Regions from separate parts of the Muntiacus reevesi genome. Here region 2 is linked to region 1. The links are chromatin contacts, called in public Hi-C maps. All regions are on one chromosome and are shown on one strand. The core of a region is the stretch at or near the end of the contact, and the rest is flanking DNA. Distances in the headings are between cores, read along the strand shown.

What was found. Hi-C and Micro-C count contacts between places; a contact is called where the count stands out from the background.
Region 2: a contact with region 1 is called in a Hi-C map of blood, with 1.8 times the contacts expected there. The contact joins the promoter of EPHB3 here to the promoter of MAGEF1 in region 1. A contact is called at or near these places in 2 of 3 Hi-C or Micro-C datasets (blood and muscle).

What each region holds. Positions count from the first base shown.
Region 1 is chr8:60,444,952-60,451,081 of mMunRee1.1, reverse strand. MAGEF1 (MAGE family member F1) reads right to left here and starts at 2,554. Exons shown (of 1, transcript XM_065943547.1): 1 at 874-2,554. The coding sequence starts at 2,315. The coding sequence ends at 1,392. It overlaps LOC136173710 (a long non-coding RNA gene), which reads left to right. Exons shown (of 5, transcript XR_010664272.1): 2 at 1-309.
Region 2 is chr8:60,576,801-60,582,930 of mMunRee1.1, reverse strand. EPHB3 (EPH receptor B3) reads left to right here and starts at 3,042. Exons shown (of 16, transcript XM_065943087.1): 1 at 3,042-3,580. The coding sequence starts at 3,469.

The sequences.
Region 1 (6,130 bases), core at 1,305-3,804:
TGAAAAACGTCTATGGTTCTCCTAATGAGAGATAGCAAGTGGAAAGCAGCAAGCAGAAACATGGATGAAGGTGCTGGGCTTTCTGGTGCCAAGGGAGAGTTTGTGAAGACTTCTTGACAGTGGTGGACGTCACACATACCCTCCACCCTACATACTGTTACAGAATTGTTATAGTGCTTGGTCCCTGAGAGCTTTGGTAGAAGATAACGTATGAAGACTGAGAGAAGGGAGATGGAGACCAAAATGCCAACAGACACCATCATGTATGCACTGTAATAAACTGCCCTGGGCCAAGTGCACTGGCCAAAGGTGGGTGTTTTCCAGATCTGCTATCTATCAAGTCATCCCATGTAACTAAAGAGCATCTTAAGTAGTCATTTCTAATACCATCTCCTCACCACAACTTCTTTTCCTCACCCCCCTCCCCTCGCCTCCCCGTCTTCTCCCACCCTGTCTTTTCACCTTCCCTACACTGAAGTCCCACTAAAGGTAATTTCAGGCAAGCCTCACCCAATCACTCCAGTGGGGCTGGCTGTCCCACTGCATCCTTCAACTCACTGAACTGTAATTTCTGGTTTATTTATTTACTGTCCAGCTCTGAAGAGTAGGACCTTTATCTTGCTCAGCATGTGTGTATTAGTTGCTCAGTCATGTCCAGCTCTTCGATCCCATGGACTGTAGCTCTCCAGGCTCCTCTGTCCACAGACTTCTCCAGGTAAGAATACTGAAGTGGGTTGCCATTTCCTTCTCCAGGGAATCTTCCCAACCCAGGGATGGAACCTGGGTCTCCTGCATTGCAGGCAGATTCTTTAACCTGAGTCACTTGGGAAGCCCTTTAATTCCCAAATACCCACAACAGTGCATCACACAAAAGATGCTTAACAAATGTTTATTAGGTGTACCAGGTTATACCTCAAATTTATTGCATCCCCACCCCCACCAGATATTATAATAACTAAGCAGAGTTACATGTCAGTCTTTTTTCTTTATACAATAGACAAAAACTGCCAGAAAGCTAGATATCATTCAGCTATTTTTTTCCCCTGGTACCAGATCATCATACTGCTGAGTTCCTTCAAACTAATTAAATACATCAATTGGTGCTGCATAATTTGTTCAAGACCACAGAAGAAAATGTAAAGTTTTTCAATTCATTTTACAAAACCAGCAAAAATCTACAACAAAATCCTACAGGAAAAAGTAGACGAATTTCATTTATAAACATCAATTTAACAGTATATTAAATGTAGCAAAACTGAGCAAGATACAAAAACTAAATCCTAGTTACACGAACACAAATGCTACATAAATAAAGACCCTCTCCCCACCGAGTCTACTTATGACGCAGACGGTAGCTTTTATATCCCCCCACCCCCACCCCTAGCTGGCCCTCACCAGGGGTGGGTGCTGGCCCTAGCCCTCACACTGGCCCCAGCTCTGGCCCTATCAGCCTCATCTGCCAGGGCCTCACGGTACTGCACTGGCCAGTGTTGGGGTTCTTTCTTATGGAGTTTGGCCACGAACCCCAGAACTTTCATCTTGCTGGTTTCCAAGTTGCTTCGGGGACCCCAAGAGAATTCACATTCCGGTGGGTTGGTGTGAGGCACACGCCTGTAATTGAGGTATCTCAGCTGCACGAAATCTTCCATAATAAGCCTCTTCGGGTACCCAAAGAGGAAGTGATACTTTGAGGGACGCACCCCCAACCGACGCAGCATCGCCCAGACCTGTGCCTCTCTGGCGCTATTACCTTTCATGTAGATAAGGCCCAAGATCATCATTAAGAGACCCAATCTGGGGCCATCTCCTCTCAGAGCCTCCTCCTCATCCTCAATAGGTTTTAGTTTGTTGATCAGGATGTAAGTGTGGTGCTTGCGGTCAAGCTGTTTCAGCTCGAAACCGAAGACATACCGCAGATGCTCTGCGGCCCTTGCGATGATCTCAGGGAATAGATCCTTTAAGTCTCCGATAACGTATTTCACCATCTCGGAGCGAGTGATGGGGCTCTTCTTCCTGTCCTTCAACAGCAGAAATTGCACCAACTCGGCTACCGTCCGATCCAGACGGCGGCAGGCTCTACGCCGGGCCAAGGTTTTGGCTGCCAAAGCCCTCGCGCCTTTCGGGGTGAGACAGGGTTCCGTAGCCCCCTCCTCCCTTACAGCGCCAAGGTCCTCCTCGGGGCTCTCCTGCAGGAGGGGGCTCGGGGCCATCTCCTGCGAGGCGGTCAGAACCTGGGTCTCACCGTCATGGCTGCCATCCATCTCCCTCTCCGCCTGAGGGATGGGGAGAGCCCCGCTCTCGGGTTTCTGCAACATGTTTTCGGGTAGGCAGGTGCCGAGCGCGTACGCGGGCCGCGGGGTGTGCGAGCCGCCGGACACACCCCGGTGGAGGGGCTGGACAGAGGCCGGGGCGGCTGCAGGAGGACTAGGAGAGATGACACAGGGTTCTGCGGCTGCTAGACTGTACCGCAGAGGGCTCGGGAAGGTTGCCTCGGCGCGGCCACCGCGCAGCCTCAGTGCGCACTCGCTTGCCGACTTGCCAGACTTCTTCCGGCCAGCTCAGTCAAGATGGCGGCCCCGAGGCCGCGCGAAGCCCTTCCTCTTCCGGCTCCCGCTGGGGTAGGAGTGCTCACAGGCTTCTCAGGATGCCCAGGCTGTGGAGGTGTCAGGGCTGATTTTTAGTCTGACAGGCTGGAGGCAAGGAGGGGGCAACCAGGCTATCCTAAGGTTTTAGTGTAGAAGGATGAAATAGGGATGGAGTTCTAGCCACGTCCCTTCAGCAGATGCTTATTTCTAAGTGCGCGTGTCTAAGATTTTGAGTGAGTTACTGTGTCACAAGTGCGGTCTGCATGGAGGTGAAGCCTGGGAGATAAGGCTGTGCGGGACAGTTCGTGACAGGCCTTGAACATGATGCTCGGGAGACTGCAATCTATTTAAACAAGGGGGATTTAAACAAGGGAGTGTCCGGACCGGATCTGTATCTAGTCTCTCTGGTGGCCCTGTGGAGTGTGGATTGGAGAAGGGCTGACCAAAAGCTGGGAATCCAGCTTGGCGTATTGGTATTATTATAGTGCAGAATAGGAACTGAGATGTGGCCTGTCTTGTTCATTGGAGTATCCCCAGTACCCAGAACAGTGCCCGGCACATAGAGGCACTCCATAAATAAGTAAAATGGATGACGAGAAGGTAAGGATAGCAGATTCTACAGGGGTCAAAGAAGATGATAAAAGATATATCGAGGTACAGCTGGCAGAAATAGTAACTAAGTGGAGGAAAGGGGAGGGGTTTTGTTTTTAATCTAATCAAACTTAATTACTCCCATTATTTCTTTTTGCCTGCTCTACTCTGACCTTTACCAGTCTGTCTCCCTCCCCCCTTTCTCCAGCTCCTCCTCCCTCTTCTTCCTCTACCTCTTCCTCCTCTCTCCTCCCCTCCTGTCTCTCCCTCTTCTCTCCTTTCCTCCCCTTTCCTCCTCTCGCTCCACTTCTCTCTCTCCTTTCAAGCCTTCCTTATTTACTGCCATTTCAGAATCACCATAGCAATTTGTATTTAATATAGGCCTTATTGTCCTCTAGGCTCTGTTCTAACCATTATTCAAGGATTAATTTGTTTAATTCTCATTAAGGTGAGTACTTTTATCACTGTCCCCATTTTATGTATATGTCTTTTCTATGGGATTTGCTATTTACTAGCTATGTAATCTTGGGCACATTACCTAAACTTCCTTCCCCTCAGTTGCCTTGTGAGTAAAATGGGCATAATAGTAGAGACAGCATTGTGGAGATCATGTGAAGAAATGCATAGAAACTATTTAACGCAGTGCTTGGCACATAGTGTTCAATAAGTGGGTTTTTGTTGTTGTTGTTTAGTCGCTAAGTTGTGTCTGACTCTTTTGGGACCCCATGGACTGTAGCCCACCAGGCTTCTCTGTCCATGAGATTTCCCAGGCAAGAAAACTGGAGTGGGTTGCCATTTCCTTCTCCAGGGGATCTTCCTGACCCAGGGATCAAACCCCCGTCTCCTGCCTTGGCAGGCGGATTCTTTACTACTGAGGCAACAGGGAAGCCCTCAATGAGTGTTAGTTATTATTTATTGCATATTTTTTAATGTACTAATTTTTTACATGTATTAACTCATCTACTTCTTCTAACAGTCCTGCTAGATAAGTGCTATTATTATTCCCATTTTACAAGTGAATAACACACAAAGAGGTTAAGTAACTTCCCCAACATCACATGACTGAGCCACTATTTCAATCATATGACTCCAGAGACCATGCTCTTAACCTCTATATTAATAGATGTTAATTATTATTATTATTATTGACCATATTTTGCTTTGTATTATAGTTATATTTTTGCTTATCTTGTTCCCCTCCAAAACCAAATATCCTGAAAGCCAGGTCTGTGTCCTTAACTCTTATGAAGAGCCCCTCAGTATCAGAACTCAGTATATACATGTCATTGAATAAATGATAAAAGGCTTTCCTTTTTTTTTCCAGAGGAAATAACATTTCTTGTAAGTAAATATCTGATAGAGTTTTCTAGATGTAATCATGAACTCTTTGTCTTTAAAAGAGTCTGAAAATATAAAGTATAAAACCCATTTATACTTTATGACTTAGAAAAGCTGAAAGTATATGAATGAAGCAGGAGGATGTTTATTATAGTCTAACTTGAGGTTATTATTAGTTTCTATTATGCCAGACATTTTATGTACAATATAATTTAGTCCTCACAAATCCCTATTAGGAAGGTATTATTATCCCCACTTTGCAAATGGGAAAACAGTCCCTGAGAGGTTAAATCACCTGTCCCCAGCCACCCATATGCTAAGTGCTAGACTAGAAATGAGAACCTCGATCTGTCTATTCTGAAGTCTGTACTCAGGACCACAATGCTGGGCTGCCTGGTTGTCAGTTTCTCTTGAGGGTAGAATCACTCCTACCTGAAATGGCATCCTTGCAGACAAAATATTCTACTTACGTATCTTTCTCACTTCAAGCTTTGCCAAGGAGGGTTAGAGGAGGTAGCTGCATGCAAAGGAGCATGCAGGAGATACATTGAATGGAAAGAATTTTGAGGGGCAAATTAGTAGTAATATGACTGGGTTTTGAAAACTGAATCAATAATATAATCCTACTTATTAAAAAAATACAAAAACAAATAAAATAAACTACTGAAACAACTTGGATGAGTCTGGTTGACATTGAGTAAAAGAAGAAAGACACAAAAGATACACAGTATGATTCCAGTTAATCTGATGTTCAGGATGGGTTCAGCTAATCTTTGGTGATAGAAATGAGAACGGTGGAGGCCTGGAGTTGGGTTGACTGGAATGGGATAGGCATGAACTTTCTGGGGGTGATGGAAATATTCTGAATCTTGGTTTGGGTGTAGATAATACGTTTGTCAAAACTTATTAAACTCTGCCCTTAATATCTATGTATCTCTTGGTGTATAAATTATACCTTAAAATTATAAAAATAAGGTTTTAAAATTGAGGAATAATTGATAGCATTAGTTTCAGGTGTATAACACAATAATTCGATGTTCATATATACTGTGAAATGATAACCACAGTAAGTCTAGGGACCATACATGGTTATAAGATTTTTTTTCTTGTGATGAGAACTTTTAAGATCTATTCTCTTAACAAGTTTCAAATATGCAGTACAGTATTATTAATTATAGTCACCATGTGAAAACATTTTTTTAAATGAACAGACCTTTAGGTGATGAGGGATATGAAAGTTGAATGACTTTGCTTTGCCACTTAACAACTCCTGGATGCTACAATGTTTTTTACTGAAAGGGGCCTAGACAATCAGTTGTCAGTTTTGATTGTGGTGAACTCATACTGGACTGGCAGGCTATTTTTTCCCCAAATACTTGTTTATTTATTTATTTATTTTTTTGTGTGTGGTGGGTCTTCATTGCTGTGTGTGGGCTTTCTTTCATTGCAACGAGTGGGGACTACTCTTTGCTGTCCTGTGTGGGCTTCTCATTGCAGTGGTTACTCTTGTTGAGCATGGGTTTCAGCAGTTGCAATGTGGGGCTCAGTAGTTGTGACACATGGGCTCAGTTGCTGCACAGCATGTGGGATCTTCCCATACCAGGGATCGAACCAGT
Region 2 (6,130 bases), core at 1,793-4,292, 130 kb before region 1:
GGCACCTGCATTTATTAGATATCTGCAGTGCTCCCGGCCCTGTGGTCAGAGCATCATAATAGCCCTGCAAGGGCGGTATGATCATTGTCCCACCTTCATTCCCTTGGACTCAGAAAGGTTCAGCTTCTTATCATAAGTCCCCCAGCTGGTAAATGACTGAGTTAGGATTTAGACTTAGCTCCCTCTGATGCCAAAGTCCAAGGTCTTGCTTCTACATTAATCTCCCTCCTAGAAACAAACCAGGAAAGAATGATGGGCCAAGGGAGAGGCATCTTGACCTCAGTCTGGACGTTCTCCCTTCACTCCAAATCAAAAGCTGGAGGAGCCTGCTCCCTGGGTTCCTTGGTACTTAATCAGCCTGAAAAGATAAGAGGGTGAAGACCTTCTGCTCACTTAGCCCTGCAGAGATGAAAGCCCTCCTTATCTGGCCTGGCTCTCAGTTCCTGTCCCTCCACCTGCCCTCCGCTCACGTCTGTTCTGTTGCCAGGTGGTCACCTTCCTGCCCAAGGTTGCTGTAGCCAGTACTCAGGTGCCCTCCAGCCTGTCGGCCTCTTGATCAGGACCCATTCCCGTGGGAACCATAGTGCCAACATCCGGTGAGGACGGGCCCTCCGTTACCTGCTGGCCCTGCAGCCTCTGCTATCAGGCCCAAGAACAAAGGAGCCTGGGTGCCTGCCGCCAGGCAGGCTGTGTTTGTCCAGGGCGAGGCCTACCCTGGCACAGATGTTGAGCAAACAGGACTGCCGGCCTCACAGATCCGCCTTACGAGCAGGACTTCAGCTGGGAGGTGTTGCTGCCAGGCCACCTGCCGAAATGTTACCCTGTCCTACTGCAACCAGCACCCCAGGGCAGAGGGGACTCTAGGGCCAGCTCTCCTGTCTCTGGGCCTCAGGCTTCCAGCTCTGCAATGGGAGAGTTGCACAAGGTGATCTCCAAGATCCCTTCTGTGACCTAGAACCTTGAATGATGTTTCTGGGAGTCTCTGGGACTTGAGAACAGATTGAAGGCAGAAGCACATGGGGTGAAATCTGGGAATCTCATGGCATCCTCCCCTGCCCCTTACTCCCACTCCAGTCCCATGTACCCTCACATGCCTCTGGCCAGTAGGACTAACCTCTCTAGAGCAATGTCCCTGAGCACTGGATCCATGACCTCATTTACACTAAAGGAACTTTTAGGACTGGATTTAGGATACTTCATGGTCAAAGGACTAAGTGTGACCATCTTGCTTCTGAGGCAGCTCAGAATCTGATTTCTTACTCTCTGTCCTGAGAAATCTCATGGTATCTGGGGGAGGTTCAGAGGGATGGATGTTTCTCCCATTAGGACAGTGGGAGGCTGCATGGTGATAGTGACCCTTGGACTTTAGAGTGCATCAGAATTACCTGGAATACTTATTTGAGATGCAGACTCCTGGGCTCCATACCCCCAGAAATTCTGAGTCCCAACAAGTGATCCTAAGGTGTCTGATGAAGTAGAATGAGTGAGTCTGAAAGCTATACAATCCTTAAAAAAAAAGAAAGAGTTATACACTCTGATTCAAATCCCACCCTGCTACTTATGAGCACTGTGACTTGGGGCAAGTCACTAAGCTTTTCTAGATGTCAGTTTTGTTTGTAAAATGGGGCTATAATAACATCTACATCTTAATAAACTAGACTAATTTTTTTCAGAGTGTTTTTTGCACTTTGCAAGAGTTTGTTGAGCAAATGGGGTAGGAGTCTATTTGCCCAATTCAGAAACCTGGGGATTCTTCTTAATGTCTCTGTTTACCCCATGCTTCTCAACCACCCAGTCACAATTCGCCTAAGCTCTGCGTCCTAAAATATCTTAGACCTGCCCACTTCTCTCCATCCCCATAGCCACCACTCTGGTTCAAGCCACCATCTTCCTCTGCCTGACCCACTGCACAGTTTCCTCACTGACCTCCCTGATTCCACCCTTGCCTCCTCTCATTCTTTCTTCCCAGCGAAGCCATGTTAATCTGATAAAGTAATGCCCCTGCTTCAGACCCTAGCTCTTAGGAAGGCCTTCTGAATCCAAAAAAAAAAAAAAAAAAAAAAATCCTCTGCTCCCCACACCGACTCCCAAGCTTCCTTTTGGCTCCCCTCAACCTCCAACTCTACATTTAAGATACTCTGAACTTCTTTCCAATTCCTCCAATGAATATCAGTTTCTCTTGTCCCTGGGACTTCACACAAAGTGTGTTTGCTTTGCTTGAAACTGCCCTCCCCGGTCCCCACACACATATTCTTCGCCTACTATTCATCTTTCATATTTCTGCTTGAATGTCATTTCCTCAGGGCTAGACATAGCCATGCCTCTCCCATGTGCTGCAGCAACTCTGTCCTTCCTCCATAATAATAACTGTTACACTCTGCGGTGATGACTTCATGCCTGCCTCCACCGCTCTGTTAGCTCCAAGAGAACACAAACCTCTGTCTTATCCATTGCTGTATCGCCAGAAAACTCTAGTCAGTCTTTGGCTCAAAGAATGATGAAATACACAGATGAATGAATGAATGAATAAACAAGTGAGAAGGTCCTGGTCACGGGATGTGTCGCGGAGGACGCCCACCTGGGAGTTGCGTAAGCCGCGATTAGGTTGGGTCTGGACGTGACTGTAAAGACAGCCACATGGGGGCGGCCTCTTGCACGCGCAGACCACATGGGGGCGCCCCCGGCTCGTTTTACGTGAATGGCACCTCGGACTCAGGTTCGGTTACTAATCACCGCTGGGGGACAGGAGGTGGGTTTTTCCCTCTGATGGACAGTATCGCTCCGCCCAATCTAATTCATCTTTTCCTTGGCCCCGCCCACCCCCAGCCTCAGAGAACCTGAGGGTGGGCGTGATGGAACCGCTGCCAACTGAGCTCCGGCGGAGTGCTGTTGAGGCCGAACCAGCGCGCCTGGCGGTCTGTGAGTGGGCGGCGGGTGGCTAGGGGCGGGGCCTCCGCGATGACAGGCAGGCGGACAGCCCCGCCCCTCTCGTCCAGAGCGGCCGCGCCAGCGCTGGGGACAGCAGAAGTGAGTACGTGAGCGGCGCAGCAAGAACCCAGCTCGGACCCCGGACGGCGCGCGCACCCGGAGTCTCAGATCCGAGTCGGGCCCGCAGGAGACCGCTGGATTACTGTGCACACCGAACTACCACCACTTGCTCCCTCCCGCCCCGGCCCGCCTCCCCGAGTTCTCTGGCTCCGAGCTTTCCAAGCGCCCGGGATCCTCCTGGACCGGTCAGTCCAGATTCCCCCGGGACCGACCTGCTCGCATCCCCCGGGATCGCCCGACTCAGGGCGCCGCCTGGGTCCCGGAGCCGCTTGCCTGGGTTGCATCCTCTCCTTTCTTGGATCTCCTGGGACCGCGCGCGAGCCTTCTCGCGCCCGCCGAGCGGATCCTCCTGCGGGTGCCCGCCGCCCCGCCGGCGCGGCCCGGCGCGGCCCGGCTCGGCTCCCGGAGCCAGCCCCGGCCATGGCCCGAGGCCGCCCGCCGCCGCCGCCGCTGCTGCCGCCGGGGCTCCTGCCGCTTTCTCCGTTGCTGCTGCTGCCCCTGCTGCTGCCCGCCGGCTGCCGGGCGCTGGAAGGTGAGCGGCGTCGGGGGAGTGCGTCCAAGGGTTAAGGTGTCTGGGGTCGCCAGAGCGGGTGCCGGGGGAGGGTCTGCGGTGTCGGTCCGATGCGGTCCAGGCGCACTTCGGAGGAGGCTCTGCCACCCGCACCCTCTCGAGGGGCTGGAGCTGGGGTGGAGGGGACGCCTTGGGCGCCGCCTCGTCTGCCCGTTGCGGGATCGCAGGCAGCTCGACCTGGGTGAGCGTCCCTGAAAAGTCATGGCCCGGCGGTGAGCTTCTGTAGGAGTGCCGGGCACTCAGGACAGAGGAGCGGGGCCCTCCACACCTCCTGAATACAGGGAAGTGTGGGCGACCCCCACCAGGCAACGCCGGGGCTCCGAGGCTGCTGCTGAGCTCCCCAGGTTGAGGGGCCGCGTTGGCGAGGAACCTCTTGGAGTTAACCGTGAGAGTCTGAGTGCGTGCACTCCGCTTTGTCAGGGGATGGCTGCGGGGATGGAGAGGCGGGGGGCCTGTTATTGTTGACGGTTTACCGAGCGCCAACTACCCACAAGGTGCCGTGTGCACCGCCGTTGCACACTGCTCTGGCGCTCCCCCTCTGCCTTCTTGCAGGACCCCCACCCCCAGTGCTGGGGTCTCCACCGAACTGAGGCTGTGGGGTTTGTCTCAAGTAGAGCTAGAGCTGATGCCTTACCCATTATCCAGTGGAAAAGGCCAGGCTTCTCCGTGGGTTGTGCGAGACCTGCAGAGAGGGCTGCTGGGGGGTTGCTCCAACTTCCATAGGACTGTGCCTGGATGTACAGCCTAAGTGGTTTTGGCCCCTGTGGGAGAGCTCACATACATTCACTTGACACAAGCCTGCGGGGACAGAGGCACTGACACGGGGCAAACAATAGACAGACAGACAGATACACACACATCCACACACGGTTTTCTAAAATTTTTGGAGCCATTAAATGAGGGAAGAAAAACCTTCCTGAATGTGGAGGGAAGGACACCACAGACTGGGGGGAACTGGGATGACAAGCAATACTTCTGTTTGGTATCTTTAACCGATCTAGTCACTTTTCTTAGTTTAAGAACAAAAACGAATTCTGTGTGACTTGGTTCACAATCTGTGTGACTTGTTCACAATCGGTAAACTTGAAGGTTGGAAGGAAAAAGAACACAGTTACAACAGAAAGGCATCTTCTGGTTGCTTTTTCATTTTCTCCAGGAGAAAAAAACAACATTCTTCTGAATCCCCATCGTCTTTTATCTCGGAGCCCATTGGTGCTGACAGACTGATTCACACGGGTGGACACATGCAAATCCAGACAGACACACCGAGGTCGCACCCACACTTGGCGCACACTCACCCACATGTGTGTGATAGGATCACAGGCGTGAGAAACCAGTGTGGAGCTTTGTTGTTGATTGCCTCAAGGGTGTGAGCCTGCTGGAGTTCTCAGGTCTGTGCCTTAGCCCAGGAGAGGCGACACGCTTACGGGGCTGTGTGTGCCAGGCCCCAGAGCCCTTGTTGTGGGGTGCGGTGGGTGCTGATGCTGAGAGTGGGCGAAGGGGGGTGGTTTGGGTCAGGTGAGCAAGGGCTACCTGAAAAGGCTCACCCCCCTTCCTTCCTTCTTCCCTCCCTGTGTCCCTTCCTCCCCTTTCCCTTCCTTTATTTCTCCTTTTCACTCCTCACAATCTGCTGGTCCCTTTAGACCCTAGCTGGCAGGCCCTAGCTGGGAGCTGGCATCCGGGTTTCCAGGCCCAGGACGTGAGGGGCAGACCAGGAGGCAGAAGCCTGGTGAGCTGTAGCAGCCCAGGAAAGAGAGGGCAGTGGGGCTGTGGCCCTTACTCTGTCCCCTCCTCCCTCAGCTGTGAAGTGGGGTCTGGGGCTCTTACCTGACTGCGTGGGTGGTAGCTGGGAGGCCAGGTCAGTGTGGGATGCTCCTAAGAAGGTAGCAGTGCCTCCCAAGTGTGGCTTTAATTAATTCCTTCACGTTTGCCATGTATCAGAACTTAGGGTCTTCAGTTAGTGTGAGAAAGAAAGAAAGAAGAGAGATGATGCCTCAGGCGCTGACCCCAGCCCAGTGGTCCCCCTACCCACCCTCCTGCTCCCCCTCACTGTGACATGGGATAGTAGTGGAACCCACCTCCTAGGGGGTGTTATGAAGATTGAATCCTTAATGTGTGTCAAGTGCTTAGCACATAGCTATTGTTATTCAAGGACTAACTGTTGTTATTATTATTACCCTAGGGTCTGCTCCTTGGGGAGCACCAGAAAGTGAAACTGGTGTGTACACTTGCCCTGCAGGAGGGAGCTTAGAGGAAGCAATGATGAGGGGAGGAGAAGTTAGTCTGGGGAAGTTGCTATCCCCTCTCCCCCAACCTCCATTTCTCTCCAGCTTTGGGAGGGAAAGGATGGGGTAGGAAGAGACTTGACTTTGACTCCTGCCTGTACCCCATCCTTATTCAGGAACTTGAATGGGGGATGGGTAGATTTGGGGGTCCTGGGCTAGGCCAGAGTGCAGGGCTAGGTGGGACACCCAGCACCAAAGATCTCTTCAGCATCCCCAAGCTTTAAGG